Linked DNA regions of Mus musculus: region 1 is linked to region 2. A link is a contact called in public HiChIP or PLAC-seq data. All regions are on one chromosome and are shown on one strand. The core of a region is the stretch at or near the end of the contact, and the rest is flanking DNA. Distances in the headings are between cores, read along the strand shown. Region 1 has its middle 39 kb from the start of Gm52577. Region 2 overlaps Ralgapa2 (Ral GTPase activating protein, alpha subunit 2 (catalytic)).

The links. HiChIP or PLAC-seq counts read pairs in DNA pulled down with a chosen protein or histone mark.
Region 1: a contact with region 2 is called in a FOXA1 HiChIP or PLAC-seq map of pancreatic cancer cells. The contact joins two enhancer-like sites. A contact is called at or near these places in 1 of 484 Hi-C or Micro-C datasets (liver) and 1 of 115 datasets of contacts at active chromatin or transcription factors (pancreatic cancer cells).

Annotation. Positions count from the first base shown.
Region 1 is chr2:146,611,365-146,617,704 of GRCm38.p6, reverse strand. No RefSeq gene overlaps it. Among named protein-coding and RNA genes, the nearest start is that of Gm52577, 39 kb to the right of the region's middle. Within about 2 kb of position 5,049, at least 19 of the 459 cell types and tissues checked have an H3K27ac peak or open chromatin away from gene starts, as enhancers often do. A contact at or near this core is called in pancreatic cancer cells, where this site is marked.
Region 2 is chr2:146,292,332-146,299,173 of GRCm38.p6, reverse strand. All of the region lies in intron 38 of Ralgapa2 (Ral GTPase activating protein, alpha subunit 2 (catalytic)), which reads left to right. Among named protein-coding and RNA genes, the nearest start is that of A930019D19Rik, 36 kb to the right of the region's middle. Within about 2 kb of position 3,608, at least 23 of the 459 cell types and tissues checked have an H3K27ac peak or open chromatin away from gene starts, as enhancers often do. A contact at or near this core is called in pancreatic cancer cells, where this site is marked.

The DNA.
Region 1 (6,340 bases), core at 3,800-6,299, 320 kb before region 2:
TGAATGCTTAGGAAGTGATATTAGGAGGCATGGACCTGTTGGAGGAATTGAATCACTCTGGGTAGACTTTGGGGTTTGAACCGCTCAAGCTAAGCCCAGTGTCTCTCTTCCTGCTGCCTGTGGATCCAAATGTAGAACTCTCAGGTACCTTGCTAGCGCCATGTCTGCATACATGCTTCCTGCCGTGGTGATCATGGACTAAACCTCTGAAACTGTAAGCCAGCCCCAACTACATGCTTTTCTTTATAGGAGTTGCCATGGTCATGGTGTCTCTTCTCAGCAATAGATACTAACTAAGACAGAAGTTGGTACCAGGAGTAGGGCATTGTTTCAGGCCTGGCCATGTTGCTTGTCAGTGGAAGGTGAACTTAGATTAGGGAAACAGTTGAAAGGGCTACAGAGATGGCTTAGCTGTTAAGAGCGATATCTGCTGTTCAGTTGTCCTGAGTTCAATTCCCAGCAACCACATGGTGGCTCACAACTATCTGTAATGGATTCTGGTGTGCTGGAGACAGCATACTCATATCAATCAATCAATCAATCTTAAGGAAAACAGTTGAACACTTTAAGCTTGGCTTAACTGACCATCCTAGTAGGAGCATGAAACTTCAGTGCTGAGGGTGATTTGAATTGTGAGAGCCCAGCTCAAGAAGTCTCAGAAGGGAAGAATATTAATATGTGGCCTAGAGACAATTCTTGTGATAATTGGGATAAAGAATGTGGCTACTTTTTGTCCTTGTGTGAAAAATCTACCTGAGGCTAAACTGAAGAGTTTGGGATTAATGGACTTGGCGGGGGACTTTTCAAAACAGTCTAGTATTGACTGTGTCCCATGACTATTGATGGCCAGTTTTACGCAGATCTATAGTGAAAAGGAACAAGCCGAGCAAGAAAAAATACAAAATGTACAGTTTGAGGAGAAAGTGGGCATCAGGAAGTTTGAACAAGTTAAAGAAAAGCATAGGAATAAGGGAGATGCAACAGCCAGCTAAACTTCCAGCTTGTGAAAGGGAATTTTAGAAAAGCTTTGGGCCAGTCACAGTGGCACCTGCCTTAACTCCCAACACTCTAGAGGCAGAAACAGATGGATCTCTAGGTTTGAGACAGGCCTGGTCTACAGAAAGACTTCCAGTACAGCCAAGCATAGGCAGTAAAAGAAACTAGCAAAAACAGAAATCTGGTGAAAATATAGTTAAACAAGGGGAGCCATGTTCTAGCCTCTGTAAGTTGAAGAACTTGGTAGCTTTAGCCACATGGTTCTGGCTTTAGAGTCCAGGATACAAGGAAGGGGGTATGGAATCTGAGACTAAGGAAAGTCACTGTGGCCAGATGTGTGGCAGGGGTGTCCCTGCATGGAGGCCCTGAGAGGCCATTGCATAAAGCTGTGAGGTCAAAGTCTATATTACCTTGGAGACCCCAAGACATTGGAGATGCCAGAGTCATCGGATTTCTACTGAGGAAAGCTGCTAACGGGGAGTGGAACCAGTCCAAGAGAAAGAAGTGTGTTGTAATCAACAAAGCTGAAAAAGAGCTGGAGACCTGAAGAGCATTTGACATCAGACATGGAGATGCACAGTTTGAGGTTTGCCCAGCTGATTTTCATCCTTGTTTTGGTCCACTATCTCCTCACTTTACTCCCTTTTAGAACAGCAATGTACATTTTGTGCCATTATATGCCACAAGTATGTGATCTGCCTTTTCAGTTGAATTTACAGAAGAATTGCCGTTAAGAACCTGCACGGGTCTCAGAAGAAACTTTGGATTTTTAAACAGGGTTGAGACTGTTTAGACTATGGGGACTTTGAAGTTGGACTGAGTGCATTTCTGCATTATGATGTAGACAAGCTTATGGGGCCTATGCAATGGAGTGTGCTGGTTTGGAAGAAAATGGCCTACATAGGCTCATAGTGAATGGTACAATTAGAAGATATGGCCTTGTTAGAATAGGTGTGGCCTTGTTAGAGTAAATATGACATTGTTGGAGAAAGTATGTCATTGGAGGTGGACTTTGAGGTCATAGTGCTCAAGTCAGGCCCAGTGTGACATTCTCTTTTTTGCTGTCTGCCAATCTGGATGTAGAAATCTCACTAGCTGCCCAGTACTATGTGTGCCCAAATGCCACCATGCTACCTAGCATGGTAACCATGAACTAAACCTCTGAGCTGTAAGCCAGCCCCAATTAGATTCTTTCTTTTATAAGAGTTGCCATAGTTATGATGTCTCTTCACAGAAATAGAAACCCTAACACAAAGAGTGAACCAAAATTTTATTTCTCTGTTTCTCTCCCTGTGTCTTCTGTCTGTCTATAGTTTGTGGTCTGTGACTTGTCTATTGTGCCTGTGTGTTGTGCCAGCCTGTTGTATGTGCATCTGAACTCTCTTTCCTGTGTTTGTTGCTAACAAAGTGTTTTATTCTATATCTATTGAATAGCAATAAAAGCATGGTATGGAAAAGATATGAAGAATAGCTTTTTACAGAATTTCTTTAACAGACTTTTACAAAGGAAAAAGTTACATTACTGGCCCCTACTGACCCAGAATAGCACTCAAAACACAGAATAGCACTCAATCACAAACCAAAGTTATCAACCTCTCTATCCACTTATTGGTTACAACATTTATTTGGTTCAAGGTTGCTTTCAACCTGTTGGTGGCTTTCATCAAATGATTACAATACACATCACATATGCACACACTATTCTGGGTCGCAGGCATAGAAGAGCAAATAAGTTAAAATTGAAGCTATGCATTAGCTTATAAAGTTGATTACATGGGAAACTCAAGGCATAGCATGGTTAGGGACATCACTGTCTTAAGTGGTTAAACTTAAACAGGGTAAGTAGGTTAAGTACATCGTCTTTTATTAACTGGCAAAAGTTCAGTATCTTTTAAGATGAGGGATATTTTCAGAAAAAAATATATCACCACTTGGCCAGCCCAGTGATCACCAAGGTGGTCTTTGAGGTGGTCAGCTGCACTGTCCAGTCTGATGGTCAATGACAGAGATCATTTTTGTGGTCCTCTATATGATCAGCCACAGTGGTCACTTTACGATCACTGTCCTGATCAGTTGTATGATCCACTGTGACGGCCAGCCACTGTGGTCATTTTTGTGGTCACTTTTGTGGTCACTTGCAGTGTCCAAGTTGCTGATCAGCCATACTGATTACTGCTATGGTCACTTAGGGGGGACATTTCTTATTTTTGCTTTTTGTGGTCAGTTTTTGGTTTGGTTTTGTGGTCAGGCTAATCTGATGGAGGCATTTTCTCTTCTGAGGTTCTGTCTTCTCAGATGACTTGCCTTGTGTGAAGTTGACAAAACCCAGCCAGCACCCCCAGGAACTCTGGCCTGAGGAGTCCCTCTAAGGATTGCTGCTGTCCCTCTCACCTTACCTCCCTTCTCACCCACCAGAGGGTCTCTCCTGTCAACAGATCATTCCCTGACCCCTGCTAGGGTTTGTGCTAGTGTGGAGACACTATGTTACAGTCGCTATGGAGATCCAGAACCGCCCCAGATGCTGTGAATAATCTGCACCCAAGAGGAGTGAGCAAAGCCACTCAGCAACAATTCCTTCTCTGGCAGGTATGAATGTTCCCGTCAGGAGCGGAAGAGTGACCCCTGTAAGGGCTGGGTAGTGAATCTGAGCACGAGAACACATTTTCTTTTTGATTGGTGCCAGATGCTGTTTAGAGAGGCGTGGCACCACACACTGACGACTGTTCACACTTCTGCAGTAGACTTAAAGTATTTTTTTAAAAGATACAAGATATCAGGCATATTGTGGAGCACAACTGTAATCCAAGTTGGGAGACTGAGCCAGCAGGATCTCAAGTTGCAGGCTAGCCTGAGCTACAGAACAAGACTGTCTCAAAAGAAAAACTATAATAAGCACACACACACATACACACACACAAACACACAGGACTGTATTTCTGTATTCCTTCTTTGACCATTCACAGAATTATCAAACAATGAGCCCTGCAGTTTCACAGGGAACAAAGGAAGGGGACTGAACTCTGTAAGAGAGTCCAAGTTTATCATAGGGAGAAGTTTGCTCTGGGAAAAGGACCTGTGTATACAACACTGGGTGAGGAGTCTATGGTACAGCATATATTTGCAGCTTAGGAATCCATCTGCAAAACACTGAATGAAATCTTGGTTTTATATAATATCCTTAGCCCCCTTTGGTTCAAGATTGAGTGGCTTGGGCTGGGTTGAAGCCCATTGATGATACATTTACCTAGTGGCTACCACACGTTGGTTGGATAGAAAGTCAAAGACTTTCACTTTATCAACTCCAAAGCAGTGTGGGAACTGAGGAATAGAAGATACAGGAGGCACCAGGCTCTGTACTTCAGTTCTCAATGGCTGGTTTTCCACCTGCTATGGGGCCCATTTGTCTCCTCTTGTGTCAGGCTAGGACGATGCCACTCGGGAGACCAGACTAAAGGCAGACTCCTCCTTCCTCTGACTGACAGCCTGAAGCTGCTTTTTCTAAGAGAGTTACAAGTTTTAAGAGTATCCCGAGTTCCCTGAGACCCCCAAATGAATTTCCTAGCTTTCCTAAGCAATTCTAGATCTTCTCCAGCAGAGGGCGCGCGCGAGGAGCTGGTCGAAATGTGCGCCCGAAAGCATTAGTCAATAAAACAGCAGCTAGGTGATCCCAAAGAAGCAGCGGCTGCTGCTGCTGCTGCTGCTGCTGCTTTTGTCCGCCCCCCCACCCCCCAGCCCCCGCTCGTGATTTTCCACCCCAGAGCGCAAAGCCCAGCCCTTCTCCACCACTGATGGTGCAGGAAACAGGCCCTGGAACACTATCCCAATCCAAAGTACAAGTTGTCATGATGGTCACACTGAAGAACTACTTTGGAGCTCAGCATTTTTTTAGGGACCCATTGTGGAAATCTTCTTTCACTGGTCACAGGTTTCTCTGCATATCTCAGAGTGAACCTCCATTTTTTACAATGCAGTTTGTTTTCCTTGCTCTCCCCAAACCCCCTTGAGAGGAAATTGAGAACTCACTGGGAGAAATAGTTACATAAGACGTTTTCCAAACACTACAAGGTCACTCGAGTCGCCTGAATAAAGCATGTTGTTTGAATGCGTCCAGACAGTATCACTAAGAATTGTTCAGTCAACATTTTATTCCTTTAATTAACCCCTCAAATATGTCCAAATGACCAACGGATTTAATGAAAATATGCAAAAAGGAAGTTTTTTTTTTAAATAATTGTTTCTAATTAAATTGATGGATTTATTCTGATTTGTTTCTCTCTGGAGGCCTGTGGAATCTTGCAGTCTTGGTTGTTGAAGGGAATGCTGCCACCTGGTGGCTATGGGAGGTACTATTCGCAGCTGACAGCCAGCTTTCAGCAAGCTGACCCACCCAAGGGACCTCCCCTGCCCAAGGGTGTAGCCACTCCGGGGTGTAGCTCATCTAATAAATGGACAGGATGGGGGTTCTGTCTCTGTCCTTGCTAGTAGATTGTGTCAACTTGACAAAAGCTAGAGTCATTTTGGGAGAAGGACTCTCAACTTAGAAAATACCACCACTAGGTTGGTCTGTGAGCATGTTTGTTGACTGATGATCGATGTGGGAGGGGTCAGATCACTGCAGGCAGTGCCACTCGTAGGATGGTGATCCTGGGTGCTAGTAGGAAGCAGAGTGAGCACGCCAGTAAGCAGCACTTCTCCATGGCCTCTGCATCAGCTCCTGCTTGGAGGTTCCTGCCCTGATAAACCCTTTCCTCCCCACGTTCTTCTTGGTTGAGATGCTTTGTCACAGCAACAGTAGCCCTGACTGATACATGTCCCTTGCCCATGTAGGGGTGATTCTGAATGTACCTCCCCCCACCCTGGTGCCATCCCTACTTTCCTGCTAACTTCCAGAAGAAGGGCCAAGTCACATTGTCCTATAGAAGAAACTACATAAGAAGGACAATTTGGTGATTGTGATATGGTACCCAGTCTCTGGTCACCCATGACCATTGCACCAGCATCCCTCCTTCCCCTCAGACTAAGGGACGACCTAGTAGTACCAACTGACAAAGGATAGAAAGGCAGAACTTGTTCTATGGATGTTATTTTAAAATCCAAAGCATCTCCCCCCACAGGCCCATATTTGCGTGCTTGCGACACTCATCTGAAGGTCACCAAATCTTTAGGAGGTGCTGGCAGACTGAGGTCACTTCTAGGTCTGTGAAGATTATGACCTTCCCTGGTGGTGGCCTCCATCTTTGCTTCCAGGTCCACAGTGATGAGAAGAAGCTCTAGTTCATGCTACTCATGCTACCCACACCTATCCTACCGTCATGAACTGAAATCTCTAAAACATGAACCAAAA
Region 2 (6,842 bases), core at 2,359-4,858:
GGAATGTAAAGCCTGCGTCTACAACTCATGTTCTGCAGTATCATCACTAATATCATAGAACTGGATCCGAGTGTTTGGTCAGGTTTGGGGGTTACTTTTGCATTCCTGGGGAAATCCCACATTCCACATGCATGCTATCCATACTCATTCTTACCACTGAGCCCTCCCGCTTTCCTCTTGAGGTCAAGTGCTCATTCTCAGTGACAATTCTAGTAGGAAAGAGTGCAAGGCACTGCCTTTCATCCTCGGCAGGCATCTCCTACAAATAAATGCTGGGCACATTTCAAAGTGTCTTTGTTATAGTAGCCACATTTTTCAGGCATGTATGAGAACTGGCCTTAGAAATTGGGTTTCAGTTTTAGACTGGTAACTAGTTCTTTGGTTTTGAACAAGTAATTTACCTCTACCCATTTCCTTATTTGTAAAGTGAGGAAAATAATTCCCCAGACAGATTATTGCTAATTGTTACGGAATGAAGTGTATGCAAAAAGCTTATCCTTAAAATGTAACTGAGGTGTAGTTTCTTCCCACTCATACGGCATGGCCCCAGCCCAGTCTTGTCATGTGTCAGCCTCCTCCTAGTTTCACTACTTCTGTTATCCTTGAAGATCTTTCGAGAAAGCAGAAACTTTTCCTTCAGGCAGAAATCAAAACATCTAGCTCAAAACCCTCCATAGTATAGAAAAATCCAGAATCTTTCTAATAGTCCACAAACATGGCAGCCTTGAGAACTACATTCTCTGCCTAGAACTCTTGTCTGCCCCATCCCTCCACCTAGAATCTTCTTAGCTCCTTCTGTTTCCTTAGTCTCTGTTTTTTAAACAGAGACTATTTATTACAAAGTGTTGTAAATACTAAGCTCTGTTCCTTGAGCAGTATTACCTCATATTTTTTCTTAGTTCCTGCCATTTAATTGTTGCATCTTTCTCCTATGAGTACATCAACTGCAGAGGACAAACTTACCTGTCACCATTTGTGACTGTCCTCACCCTAGAGGAAGGAAAAGGCTTGATAAAGTGTGCACATCATATAAACATCATATAAGGGCATGAACAAGTGAGCAGACATATGCTGGGCTTCAGGGGACATCTGGCTTCTAGCTCATTCTCTTTAATCAGAAGTAGTTGTACCCTACTGGCTTCCAAAACACCTTTGTTCCCAGGTCCCGCCACGCATGCCGTGGGAGCTTTGGGAGTTTGCTTCTATCTTTCTCCTCCAGCACGTGTCTGTGGCCCTGGCGTTACTATAGGTTGAGGAGATGAGTGGCCTTGCTCTTGTGGGGCCTTCTTCACCACTAGGGCTTATTCTAGGGTGTAGGAAAGGCCTTAGTCAGCATCCAGTGGTTCTTCTGGGTCTTTCAAACACAAACTACAAACCAGAATGAGAGGATGGAGGGAGTTCCACTAGGGAAGAGTGACTCCGCCTAAGTGTGTCTCTCATTAATATTTTCATCAGTTTATTTTGCAAGTCTCATTAGGCTAGACATTTCACAAGGTTTTGTTGACTTTGTTTTCCAAAAATATATTCAGACACTAATCATAATTGCTTACTTAAGTACATCTAGCCTGGAGGAGTTTTGGTGAGCTTGCATTGGGAGAACAGCATATCATTGTGGACATAAAGTTGCACCTCTTGTTTTTGTTCAGAGGAAGAAAAGGAAATTAGACTGTAAGCACCCCCCCCCCCCCCAGTAAGCTGGGTGCTGCCCTGGACCCACTGACTGCCTCCGAAGTCTGTCTGGATTCATATTAGGAAGTATGCTCAGTAATATGGATTTTGAAAGGATGTGAAGTATTTTATAGCATAAAATTGTCCTGCTTTTACTAAGATATAAATAGTATCTTAATGCAATGGGATTAAATAGACTTGTTATTTTTTAACCTTTTGTTTAATAGTTCTGTGAAACAGAAAGTTCCTCCAAGCTTGACTGATTTTGACTTTGTTTGTTGATAGTAAAAAAAAAAAAAAACTTTGTAAAGAGACATCTATGGGCTGGGGAATATTAGAATATTAGCCTTAGCTCATAAGCCCCAACAACTCATGTTCAGTGTTCATTCCTGCCATCTGTTCTATAGAGATCCCTGAGAACATTTGACTAGAGGTTTCCATCTTCTTTAATGCTATACAAGCTTCATTCGTGTGTGTGTGTGTGTGTGTGTATGTGTGTGTGTGTGGTGTGTGTGTGTGGTGTGTGTGTGTGTGTGTGGTGTGTGTGTGTGTGTGGTGTGTGTGTGTGTGTGTGGTGTGTGTGTGTGTGTGTGTGGTGTGTGTGTGTATGTGTATGTGTGTGTGTGGTGTGTGTGTGTGTGTGTGTGTGTGTGTGTGTGTGTGGTGTGTGTGTGTGTGTGGTGTGTGTGTGTGTGTGTGTGTGTGTGTGTGTGTGTGTGTGTGTGTGTGTGGTGTGTGTTTCTGAGGTTTAAACCTGGAACCTTAAGCATGCTGGTTTCCCAACCCTACACTGATACGTTTTAGCATATTCAAAGTGTACTAAACTCTATTTGAGGAGGTTAGAACTAGCCTACAAAATTCTGTTCATGGTTTGTTTGGATATTGCAGAGATTAGAGCTTTGTGAAAACACAAGTTAATTCCCATATCAAAGGCTGTGGTTTCCCATGTTCCATTTCAGGTCTTCTCTTCGCATGTTGTATTTGTACACAGCTACCCTCAAGAAGTTAAAATGTCCTTTCCTTTATAATGCAATAGCAATTTTTCATCTTAAGGTCAACTAAAGGATTATTGCCAGCCAGAGCCACCTCACTTCATTTCCTGCCTCTTCAGCACAGCAGCCCAGACAAATCCACAGACATTGCCCTGTGCATACTGCCAAGATTAGCCAGAGCCCTACAGGGAAGCCCTTTGCCTAGATAGCTCCTCTTCCTAACCCCCCCACCCCACAGTGTCCACAGAACTCTTTCCCTGCCACTCTGAGATCTCCCCCTCCTTCCCATATAAAGCTTGCTCACACCTACGCACATCTGTGCATCTCTAGTACTGCTTGTGACCTTCCTGTGTGCTCTTTACTAATCATCTAATTTACTGTAAAATTCACTTATTATTTTTACCTGTGTTGTCCCCACTGTAGGAAAACAGAGATTCTTATCTGACTTTTTCTTTGACTGATATCTTTAAAGATAATAGTAAATATAGTTTGCAAATTGATAAAAACAAGGGCATCTCAGGATACAGATAATGCATTGTGTCTTCCAGGACAGTCCCAACCCTGGGTGCAGTCTCAGCACCTGCCACAGGATAAATATTTGTTCAGGAAATGCTTGTTAGATGAGTAAATGAAGTCAGCCCTCTGCCATAGCAGAAAAGGCCACCAACTCCACAACATTTCCTGTTCTAAAAAAGGAAATGAAAAATTGGTAATCCATCTTTCTGTTTGATGACTCTTACAAGAACTTTACTGTGAGATAAAGTGCAGATCTCATGACAGAAAAGACTACCATGGTCTGTCAGGCACATCTTGCCTTGGGCCAGTGGATTGTAATGATGCTGTTTATGAGATGATGAAATTCAGAACCTGAGTAAGAGACCCAGTGTGTGTGCAGAAAGTGAGCGAGGGTCTGCTCTCAGCATCTCCCAGTGTGTGTGCAGAAAGTGAACGAGGGTCTGCTCTCAGCATCTCCCAGTGTGTGTGCAGAAAGTGAACGAGGGTCTGCTCTCAGCATCTCCCAAGCCTGTCCTGGCACAGGCTCAGGGATGACTGAGCAAGAAACAGCCAGTGAGGCCATGCATTAAAATCTCAGTCAAGTTTAATTTACTTCCTCCTTTTAGATAAAAAGTAAGCCTGAGTAGAATCATCTTTCCTCAGAAGAGCCCAAGGATTTCCTAGATAGTCTAAAGACTCTGGCAGAGGTATTTCAAGGAGAACTGAAGGAGGATGACTTACAGAGTTCAGTGGGTATCCCAGGCTCAGCTTTGGGTCCTGCCAGGTCTGTCATGGCTGATAACCTTTGTAGTGGGAACAGCTAGGAACTGTCCAAGGGTCTCTTGCCTCCGGCCCCTCCCTGTAGCTAGCTTGGGTCTTCTAACCTCAGTCTAACTTCTGCCTGGCTATTGGGGGCTTCAAGAGACTCAGACGGAAGACACAAGGTTTTGCAGTCTCACATTGGACAACTCAGAATTACTGGCTACTGCTGAGGTGAGGGGAAATGGCATCCAGAATAGCAGCACTTCGTATTCTTAGTTGGATGGAAAGAAAAATGCAAACACCTTAAGGAATTCTGAGGGCAAAGTATTCTAGTACCATTTGTTTAATTGTACACAAGATATGTTTACTGCCTAGAAGAAAATCACTTACCAAAAGGAGAGAACTGATTTTAAATAATAACCTAAATCCAAAGGATACTCATAAAAGCAATACAGTTCAGTTTGCTTCTACCGCCATAGAAACACACATATAAATAAATGGGCCTTCTGAATTCCGTATAGATTTCTTGCTTTCTCACCTTAAAGTTTTATTACATTTTTATTAATGAATTGATGTGAAGGGGTAGCATATGGGTTATGCCACATATGTGAAGGTCATAGGACGACTTACTTGCAGAAGTCAGTTCTCTCCCAGCATGTGAGTTCTAGGGATCAGATTCAGGTCTCCGGCTTGGCAGCAGGCACCTTTACTCACTGCACCATCTCTCTGACCCCACCTTCCCAGTTTAATCTGTTCCCATCCTATAATCCATTTTGCATAGCTTTCAGGAATCATGAGTTTTGATGTACTTCAGAATTTCATTGTCTTTTTAGGTGAATTTATGTTTTTACACTGGAAGAAGTTTAAAAAAAAAAAAAAGCTACTGGAAGCCATATAGTTTACATTGCTGCAGTTTCCTTAAGGAGAATGAATGGTTTGGAAGGTAGTCTTTAAATTTTGGCCTTTAAGTTAGATGAGTGATCTTCTTCTATAGGAAAAAGGTTTCTGTCTTGAGTAATGAGAGCCAGACTTGTAGCTTTGGGTGACTCTTGGTCATTGGAAGGATGTTTGAAATGCATCTACATTGCTTCCTTTGCATTTAGGTTGACCTCTGGCAACAGTCTTTCAGCACTGCTGTGGATGGCTATAGAATGCCCAAAGCATATAGAAAAAACAAAAGCATTTTTTAAAAGCTGGATGTTTCAAATGGCAACTTGGCTTCTCTGAGAGGTCTGTGACCCACTGACAGGAGAGGGGGCAGCAATGTTTGGCCCACACAGCATCTTTGTCATGTCCCCATGCGTATTACAGTAACCCTCGTAGGTGCTGCAAAGGAGTGCTGATTTTCATTTGGAAGTGCAGCCCTCCACCAGAGCAGATCAATACTTGAGCTGTTTGTCTCTGCTGCTTACTTTCCTTTCGCACAGCGAGAGTCTTCTGCAGGGAGCGATCGATGGCTCTAATCTTCAGCAGCCTGCAGCCAGTCATGTGAGGCAGAGCACTTAGGTGGCATTACACGGACTGTGGAAGTGGCAGCTCCATGGCAGAGATTCATAGCACCCTCACTAGGGACACATTCCATCTGTGACGGGTGGTTCTGCTCAACCCTGCCGTGGAACACCGTTCCTCTGGAACTTAATACGAGGAAGAAGGACTCTGTCTGGATTCTGTGCATGTTTGTTCAAGCATACATGTGTGAACCAGACAGACAAATGTGCCAACATTCTCTCTATGACTCTACTAACTGTCACTGTGTCCTGGGCAGTGGAATCTACTCTTGAGCCTTGGGCTAGAAATAATTCCATTCTGACTAATTTTTAAACACTAAAGGTGTTTGTTTGTGTGTGTGTGTGTGTGTGTGTGTGTGTGTGTGTGTGTGTGTGTGTGTGTGTGTGTGCGTGCGCGCGCGCGCGTGCGCTTTTGATTTGGTTTCTGTTGTTTTTTGTTTTTAGTGGATTTTTATTTTGTTATTTAATAGGACATTGGTAGTACATGATTGTAAATCTAGCACTTGGGAAGTGGAGGCAGGAAGATCAGTAGTTAATATTACATGAATTTCTGTCTCAAAAAAAAATAAAACCAGGTTGTTTTGTTTTGTTTAATCTTTGAAAGTTCAGTGCCTGAAGAGCTCATTTAATTAATGTGCTTTCCACAAAGCATGTGAAGGCAGTAAGCATTAGTTGTCACATCTGTCTTTGGATGGCTTGTGGCCACTGTAAGAGTCTGGGGGATGAAGATCTGGCTCTCCCTAGACTACTGGGATGCCTCAGGAACCTCTACCTGGGAATGAGCTGTGGAATAGCCCAGGTATCCTCTGACAGTGTACTTTAGTTCCTTTCTAGCCTTTCTGTTTTCTTCTAGTGGTCCCAGCATTGTCCGTGGGATTCAGGCTACAATAAAAAGTAAGGGCTAGAGGTAAAGAGGGTAAATATGACAGGCAGCAGTGGCAAGCAGTGCCCCAGGCTAACACCTGCTACATGTAAGAGCCTTGCAGAAAAGACTCTGGCTTCCCCTGCTTCTTTTTGTTGTTTTTCTAGAATTGCTATTTGTCCAGGCTGGCCTCAGAACTAGTAATTTAGCTTCCTATGCAGCTGAGGCTACAGGGGTACGCAACCTTACTAGGATTCATTTGCTCTTCCCAACCCAAGGGTAGCTCTTCTAGCATGTCATCTTGATTTCACTCTTGATCATCCCACTGTTATGGCCATTTTCACTCGCCTACACTTGCCAGACATCTGCATCCTTTTGGTTTTTCAAAGTGCAGATATGTCACCTTCTGAGATGCCTCTGTTTGAACTTTCCTGGCCTAAAATCTTCACAGAGACAAGTTTCACCCTCGGAAGCCAGACCCTTCCCTCTTACGTTCAGCTACATTTCTTTAGATGCTTAGGATACTGTGTTGGCCAAAGGATGGTCAGCAGACCC